Linked DNA regions of Ovis aries: region 2 is linked to region 1. The links are chromatin contacts, called in public Hi-C maps. All regions are on one chromosome and are shown on one strand. The core of a region is the stretch at or near the end of the contact, and the rest is flanking DNA. Distances in the headings are between cores, read along the strand shown. Region 1 has its middle 3.3 kb from the start of C2CD2. Region 2 overlaps UMODL1 (uromodulin like 1).

Region 1 (3,934 bases), core at 385-2,884:
GAGCTTGGTGTAATGGTATTTGAAGAAGTGTGCATGTGCAAAGGCCCTGAGGCCCGCATGTGGCTCAGTACCCCAAGGCATAGAATGTGAGTGGGATGGTGTGAGGGTTGCAGGGGGGTAGGAGGTGGGGCAGAGGCTGCACCTGGAGCACCTGAGTTATGGATAATAGATTGTGCCACAGAAAAGGAGAAGCAACAACCTGTCTTAAGCAGAGTGGAAAAATTGAATTTTACAAAGATCACGCCTAGCAACACGTGGGACTAGACTGGAAGAAAGTGGGAGAGGGCAGAGAGACCAATTAGAAGGGGATCCCAAGGGTCTACAAGAAGGGTTTAACACAGGCCTGGTGCATGGCATGGGGGAGAATGGGCCGCCACAGAAGAGGACATTTCTGGCTTAGAGACTGGAGGCAAAGAGATGAGGGTGGATGAGGTTTCTGTGTTTTTTGTTTTAATTTTACTGAAGTACGGGCTTCCCAGGTGGCTCAGTGGTAAAGAACCCACCTGCCAATGCAGGAGACACAGGAGACCTGAGTTTGATCCCTGGGTAGGGAAGATCCCCTGGAGGAAGAAATGGCAACCCACTCCAGTATTCGTGCCTGGAGAATCCCGTAGTCAGAGGAGCCTGATGGGCTACAGTCCATGGGATTGCAAAGAGTCTGACGTGACTTAGCAACTCAACAACAACAACAAAATTGAAGTATAGTTGATCTACAATGGTGTGTTAATGCCTGCTGTACAGCAAAGTGACTCATCGATATATACATTCTTTTTCATATCCTTTTCCATTGCAGTATTTCAGGATCATGAATATAGATCCCCGTGCTATAGAGTAGGACCTCGTTGTTTATAGAGTAAGTTTGATGTGGTGAGAGCAGCCAAGGAGTTTACACTCAAGGGCCTGATTTTCTTTGAGCGTAAAGTCACTCAGTCGTGTCCAACTCTTTGTGACCCCCATGGACTGGGCCTGCCCGGCTCCTCCATCCCTGGGGTTTTCCAGGCAAGAATACTGGAGTGGGGTTGCCATTTCCTTCTCCAGATCTTCCCCACCCAGGGATCGAACCCAAGTCTCCCACACTGCAGGCAAACTCTTTACCATCTGAGCCATCAGGGAAGCCGCTTTCTTTGAGAAGGAGGTAGGAACTGGGAGGTAGGTGGACTGAGAGCCCTAGTGGGAGACAGGACTGGAAGCTGGCAGGTAAGGGAATTCATCAAATGGCCCAGGTGAGCCGGAGCCAAGGAGAACCAGCCCTTCCTCAGTTGGTCTGATATCAGGTCTGACCTTCTAAAAGCGGAAATGCCGTGATCCTATCAGTTTCCAGCAAGTTATCAATCCCTTAAACTGTAGCTCACCCCTCACCCCCACACAGGAAAGGGTTGAGAATTGCTTTTCTTTTCTCAGAAATCTCTTCTTATTTGGCAGAAATGTCTAATTACTTTCTGATCTGTAGCCAGACCTATGCAGTTCAATAATCCAAGTTAGGCTGGCCCCCTTACCAGAATAACTGGGACAACTGGGTACCCCGGGCTCTCCGTCTCCCTGTTCCATGGAGAGTACAGGTGTGCACTTGTGCACTGGCTGGGTGGCAGGTAGGAGACGGCCGTCCCCACCCCGTGTGACTGGTGGAACCAGTCTCATTCCTCTGCTGCCATATCTCTGGGGCACGCTACCCCTATTGGCTCATTTAGAGGCTTGTCACACACTGTAAACTAACAACCACCCCGGTGTGGAATTCATCACATGCTCTAAGTGTTTTCAAAGGGAAGATAAACATATAAATATTGAATTGCTTCTGTGTAGAAGCAAAGTGAAGAAAAGAAGGGATATCACAAGCTCACAGGAACACACAGCTGGCCAAAATGTGCAATAGGAACTAAAACTCTTCTTGTAAACCGAGGAAAGAGAGCAGACTCCCTTCACTTCTGCTCTGTCACCTGGTCCCGTCCATCCAGTGTGTGGAGGATACTGGAGGCTCAGTCTCTAGGGAGAGCAGCATTCCCCTGACGTGTGATGACAGTCCTTAATCCTGCAGCCCTTCAACCCAAGGGACCAGGCCATAGCTCTACCCAGGAAGGAACTTTGCTGTCACCCCCTCAAACCTCCCGATGGGTCAGGGACCATAACACTCTGCAGCAGTGGCTTGCTGCTGTTAACCCCACCTCAAAGGAAACCACTGTGCTTTGAATCCTCCGAGCCCCAGAACTGAGTTTCTGTGAGCAAGTGGGGTGGGGGGTATAGGGGTCTGGGTGCAGGGGTGGGGCTCATGGGTGCTTGTTGGCCATTGTGCCCCACCCAGTAGGCCCAAGGAAAACCATCTACACCTCAACCTACTGGGCCGCCAGAGGCAGCCACCTGCCTGGAATTCTCCAGAAAGGCCTGACTCTGAGCCTTGGACCATGTGGGTCCCAGAGCAGCAGAGAGGAAACAGCAGACACTGTGTTTCGAAGGCCTGCCCAGACAACGCTCTGCAGCAACGGGCTGTGAGCTTGCGCACAAGAAGCAGAGGAGAGCCTTCGTTGTCCCCTTTGGCGGCTCATCTGTGTTTCCATGCTGCTGTTCTAATGTCTCCGTCTACCAAGCCCAGGAGGCTCTGTGAGCATGATGTTACTTTTTAAAATAGTATGTCTAGTGTCATATATGTTTCATAACTACACACAAAGTTATTAACACTGGAAAGTGCTCCTCACCATTGAACCAGATATTCTTATGGTCTTTTAAAAACACTTAACAAAAAAGTGGGATTAAGTACTTACTAAAAATGTCACTAAATTTCCGCCTAATTATCTTAAGTTTCCAGAAGAGGAAAGGGACAAATTTAGTAAGCTTCTAGTTTGTCTCTGACTTGGTGGGGACGCTTCTCCTTCACCCTGTAGCAGTTTGCTTGAGGGTGATAATGACAATGGCTTAAAGTATCAACTTGTGCTCGCACTCCCCGATGGACAGACGTACTGACGGATGGGCACCCTGGGCCCCAGTAGGGCTGTGATGGGCCACTTGGAAATGCAAACGTGCAGCTTCTTCCTCTGTGTTTGACAGAAGACATTCCGAGAATTCCTTCTTAGTGAAATGCTTTTAAGACTTGGCTCTGTGCCCTCAGCTGTGGGGGTCTGCGGGGACATTTGACCCCATCTCCTAGGCTCCATTGGCACGACTTAGTCATTTCCACAGTCGGAGGCTGGGGGTTGGGGGCCGTTTCCTGTTGTGCCTACGGCAGGGGGTGGGGGTGGGCAGGGATGCAGGGAGCTTGCAGCCCGGTGGCATTAGAGGCCTCAGATCCTCCTGCTGGTGATGTTTGTGGTTTTGTGATGCCATCCCTGGGAGAAAGGCTGCATCTCTGCATAACTGCCTAAATCCCAAGTACCGGTGTCAGGAGGGCCGTGAGAAAATGTCTGAGGCTGAAGATCAGACCACATGCAGGTCGTCCCTGGCTGCGTGAGATGGAGATCCCATCTGTCCTGCGTGCCCCGTCCCGGAGGCCACCACTGCACCTGGAGGTGGGCCCCCACAGAGGCACCTGGTGTGGGTGGGTGACTGCAGGTGCTCACAGCAGGCACAGCTGGGTGCTGGCAACATTGAGGAGCCCCTGCCCTTAAGGGACTCACTTAATTTTCATGGCACTGTGTCAGATGTCACCATCCAGTGTTAAAGGTGTGGAATCAGAGTTCAGAGAGGCTGGGTCACTGGCCCAAGGCCACACAGTGAGAAAATGGCTGGGCCGGAGTCGGCCCCCAGGTGTTGTCGACCCCCAAGCCCCTGTTCTTTCCGTCAAGTATCATAAAGTAAACACATTCTGCTAAAATTAGAAACCTGTTCAAAGCTGGAAATGAAGGGGTCCCGTTTCTCCTGTGCTCCCCTGAAGATCTGTCGAAAGAAGATGAATTGCCTTTTGTGTTCGGAAGTCCAGGAGAGGCAGATTCCTTCAGACCCAGAGGGG
Region 2 (3,934 bases), core at 676-3,175, 170 kb after region 1:
GAGAGAGAGATGCAGGGGATCCAGGGTGGCCTGGATGGGGAGAGACAGGGACTTGGAGAGACAGAGCTACAGAGATGACAGAGACAGTGAGCTGTCACGTCAGGAAGGTTTTGCTGTCCACTTGGGGATGCAGTTCCCTCACATGTGAGGGCACCACAGTCTCTACATCAAAAAGCCTGTGTGCGGCTCAGTCTGGGCATGGCTGACCCCTCAGTGGAGTGGGTGCTGCCAGCTCCTGTGAGCTCAGTCCCTTCCGGCTTGCTGTCTCAACCTCCCCCAACCCAAGAAGGCAGGGAAAGTGCCGCTGGAGTGTCACACCTGGAGCACACTGCCTGCTTAGCCTGCCATCTCTTTGTCACTCACCCCCACGGGAATGGACATGGTGGCGGCCCTCTCTAACATGATGAGCTCTGCCTGCCTGGGCTCAGAGGCCAAGTGCTGGGCAGACGCCAGGCAGCCTGTGTGTAGATCCCCCAGGGCCCACCTGAGGCAGATCTGCACCGTCTTTGGAAGATCCAGCCCTCCTCGAGGTGCCTCCCAGCCATACCTCCCAGCACCAAGGCTTAGGTTACTCCATATCCTTGTCAAGTGAGGCTGTGGGTTGAATGGTGATCCTGCAAGATAAGAGAACACAGAACTTCAGATGTGACTGTATTTGGAAGAAGAGTTTTTGCAGATGACCAAGTCCCAGCAGCGTGGCCGTCATATTGTTATCACCTCATGTCTTTCCTGAGGCCTGTTCCCCCCAAGACACTGGGTGGCTGCATGCCCTGGTCTTCCTCTGGGGTGGTGTACATGTGCAGGGAGGCCCAGTGTTAAGCAGCACCCTGGTTCTCAGATCCTGTCCACTCTGCCCAGTGAGGGAGGCTGGCTGTGGTGGAATCCCAGCTCTGATGCTGGCTCGCCATGGGCCACTGTACAAGGGACTTTGCCTCCTGGGCCTCAGTGTACTCATCTGGGAGATGGGAAGGCGAGGACACATCCCACCTCGTGGGTAAACGAGGGAGTGCTGAGGGGGATGGGGGGCAGTTAGCGGGTGCCCGGCACACGTCTGACAGCATCACCCAACACGTCTGGGCAATGCTGCTCTAGGACCTACTTCCGTACTTTGGAAGCGTTCTCGGGCCTGGATGGTCCCCCATCAGTCCTCCCCACTCCTCCTTCCCCTTGTTCCCCTTGTCTCTCCAGCCTTTGCCCCCCACCCCTTCCTAAAACTCTGCTCAGAAAGGGCTGTGCTGCTCACCTGCTCCAAGTGCAGACGACCCACTGGGCCTCCACGTGTGTCCACGTGGCCCCTTCATGCCATCATGCTGTGTGCAGACCTCGGCCCAACAAGGCCCTGACGGTGGCACCATTCAGTGTGAGGGGTCGCCTGGGTCACTGCAGTGCCCGGGCAGCAACGCCTCCTCCTGTGAGCTCAGGACAGGCCCAGCCACGCTCCCCAAAACTTCCCATTGGCCACGGGCTCCTGACAGCCTCGCAGATGCAGGCGCCCTTCCTGTCACCCCTGCGGGCAGTGGGAGAAGGCGTGGGCAGGACAGCCTGGCCCCGGACTCTCACCATCCCCCTGACCTGCTGATGGGGCTCTTTCTCCACCATCGGTGGCGCTGCCTTTGGCACCAGCTGCCGTTAGAACCCAGTTCTCTGTGCCTACCTGCCTCCTTGAATGAGACTCTGATGCCCGCCTCCAGGAAGGGCTGAGGGCTCTGGCCAGGCAGGCTTCACCCCCAAAGGCCACCTGGGCCTCCAAGACAGCTGGGAGCCTCCCAAGGAGCCTGCGTTTTCAGGGATGGGGTGGCTTGTCCTTGGGCCTCCCTGCCGCATTCCTGAGGGTTACGTGGGGAGTTGCAGCTCTCCCATGGCCTCCCCCTCCTCTAGTCAGGGGGCCACACCCTTGTCCCAGCTTCCTGCCGGCAGGAGCAGAGCGCAGGCCCCATAGGGGATCCTGTCTGCATCCTCGTCTGGTGGTCCAGGAGGCACGAAGGCTGCTCGGCAGCTCCCACGGCTCACAGGCCTGAAGCTGAGACCTGCACGGCCCCAGGCTTTGGTACAAGACAGTTGCTTCGGCTTGCTCCTGAGCCCTGTGCTGGCTGAGTGAGCAGGGAACCACCTCCCCACGATAACCTCCGAAGCTCTGCGGATTGAACTCAGGTCTCAGTGGGGCCTCCACTCTCCTCGTGGTCGTCTGCCCCAGCTGGCCTGGCTCTGGCCCTGGCCTGAACCATCAGCACCTTTGAGCCACTGCAGGCTACAGGCTGGGCAGCACTCCAGGGGATCTGGGCCAGCGGGGAGCCCAGGGTCGGCATGTAACTGTTGCATCAGCTGATGAGTCTGCTGGTCTTCCGTGAAGATCAGATGAAGCAAAACTGAAAACCAGAAAACAGGCCTCTGAGCACCCGGCTGCAGAGCTTTTTCTGCACAAAACTGAACCTTTTCTGCCTTATTTTCACTCAAAGCCCGGCCAAGTCCAGGCTCCTCAGGTACCCGGAGCCTGGCCAGGGAACCTGCTCTGCAGCTCTTGGGGAACCTATGCAAAGGGCTGGTGACCATCCCTCCTGGGGAACCTCAGCCCCCTCAAGGTACCCAGCTTCCTCTGATGACAGAGGGTGACTCTGCTCAGAGCCACTTGTTTTCTTGGAGTTGGGGTGGGACAGGCAGTCACCCACAGAGCCAGACCTGAAGGATGGATTTCCAGGGCTGGGGGAAGACTGCTCCCCCACCTGGCTCCTCCCAGGAGATAGAGCTTGAGTATTTTATTTTTGTTTACTTTTAAATTGGAGTATAGTTGATTTACAATGTTGTGTTAGTTTCCAGTGTACAGCAAAGTGAATTAGTTTTACATACACATTTGTTGTTCTTCAGTAGCTAAGTCGTGTCCAACTTTTGCGACCTCTCTTGGCCAGGCTTCCCTGTCTTTACTCTTTCCCAGAGTTTGCTCAAACCCATGTCCATTGAGTCGGTGACGCCATCCAACCATCTTATCCTCTGTCGTCCCCTTCTCCTCCTGCCCTCAATCTTTCCCAGCATCAGGGGCTCTTCTAATGGATCGGCTCTTCACATCAGGTGACCAAAGTATTGGAGCTTCACCTTCGGCATCAGTCCTTCTAATGAGATTCAGGGTTGATTTCCTTTAGGACTGACTGGTTTGATCTTACTGTCCAAGGGACTCTCAAGAGTCTTTTCCAGTGCTATAGTTCAAAAGGATCAAGTCTTCGTGGCTCAGCCTTCTTTTTTTTTTTAAATTTTTATTTTTGTGGCTCAGCCTTCTTTATGGTCCAACTATTACATCTGTACCTGACTACTGGGAAAACTGCTGGAAATACATATACATAGATTGCACAGATTTCTCTGTGCAATACGGTAGGTCCTTATTAGTTATCTATTTTATTACACAGTAGGGTGTGTACTGCGCATGTCAATCCCAGTCTATCCCTTTCCTCTTTCCCCTTGTAACCAAAAGGTGGTTTTCTACATTTGCGACCCTCTCTCTGTTTTGTGAATAAGTTCATTTGCACCCCCCCTTTTTTTTTCAGGTTTTCCATATAAGTGACATATGTTTGTCTTTTTTCCTTAAGGTTTTATCCTGCTATCTCTCCTTGTAGCACCTTATTGATCAGTCATGAGTCAACATGCCCAAAGCTATCAGATTCTTTCCTCCAGCAGGGCCACACGTGGGGCTGGGGGTGACCAGGGGGCCCGGAAGAAGGGAGGGGAGGGGGTGGCGGGAGAAGGAGGCGGGTGGGATGCTCCTGATGAGTTTTCCCTAAAGCTGGCCCTGGCTGAGAAAGGACGGGAGGATTTGCGGGGATTTACAGGGCTGGGGGCAGTGGGTATTTACAGGGCTCACTTAACAGCCTACTTTGCCCAGACCAGAAGGTTCAGGGCTTCTGGTGGCTCGAGGCCTTTGAGTCTCTCTTGGCCATTTCCCAGACCC

Evidence for each region. A called contact is a pair of places that touch in the nucleus more often than the background predicts.
Region 2: a contact with region 1 is called in a Hi-C map of mixed tissues, with 2.9 times the contacts expected there. The contact joins two enhancer-like sites. A contact is called at or near these places in 5 of 16 Hi-C or Micro-C datasets (blood, liver, mixed tissues and 1 more).

Annotation. Positions count from the first base shown.
Region 1 is chr1:262,884,532-262,888,465 of ARS-UI_Ramb_v3.0, forward strand. No RefSeq gene overlaps it. Among named protein-coding and RNA genes, the nearest start is that of C2CD2, 3.3 kb to the left of the region's middle. Within about 2 kb of position 1,635, at least 9 of the 54 cell types and tissues checked have an H3K27ac peak or open chromatin away from gene starts, as enhancers often do.
Region 2 is chr1:263,050,481-263,054,414 of ARS-UI_Ramb_v3.0, forward strand. The region is part of intron 10 of UMODL1 (uromodulin like 1); the gene reads left to right. Among named protein-coding and RNA genes, the nearest start is that of UMODL1, 43 kb to the left of the region's middle. Within about 2 kb of position 1,926, at least 3 of the 54 cell types and tissues checked have an H3K27ac peak or open chromatin away from gene starts, as enhancers often do.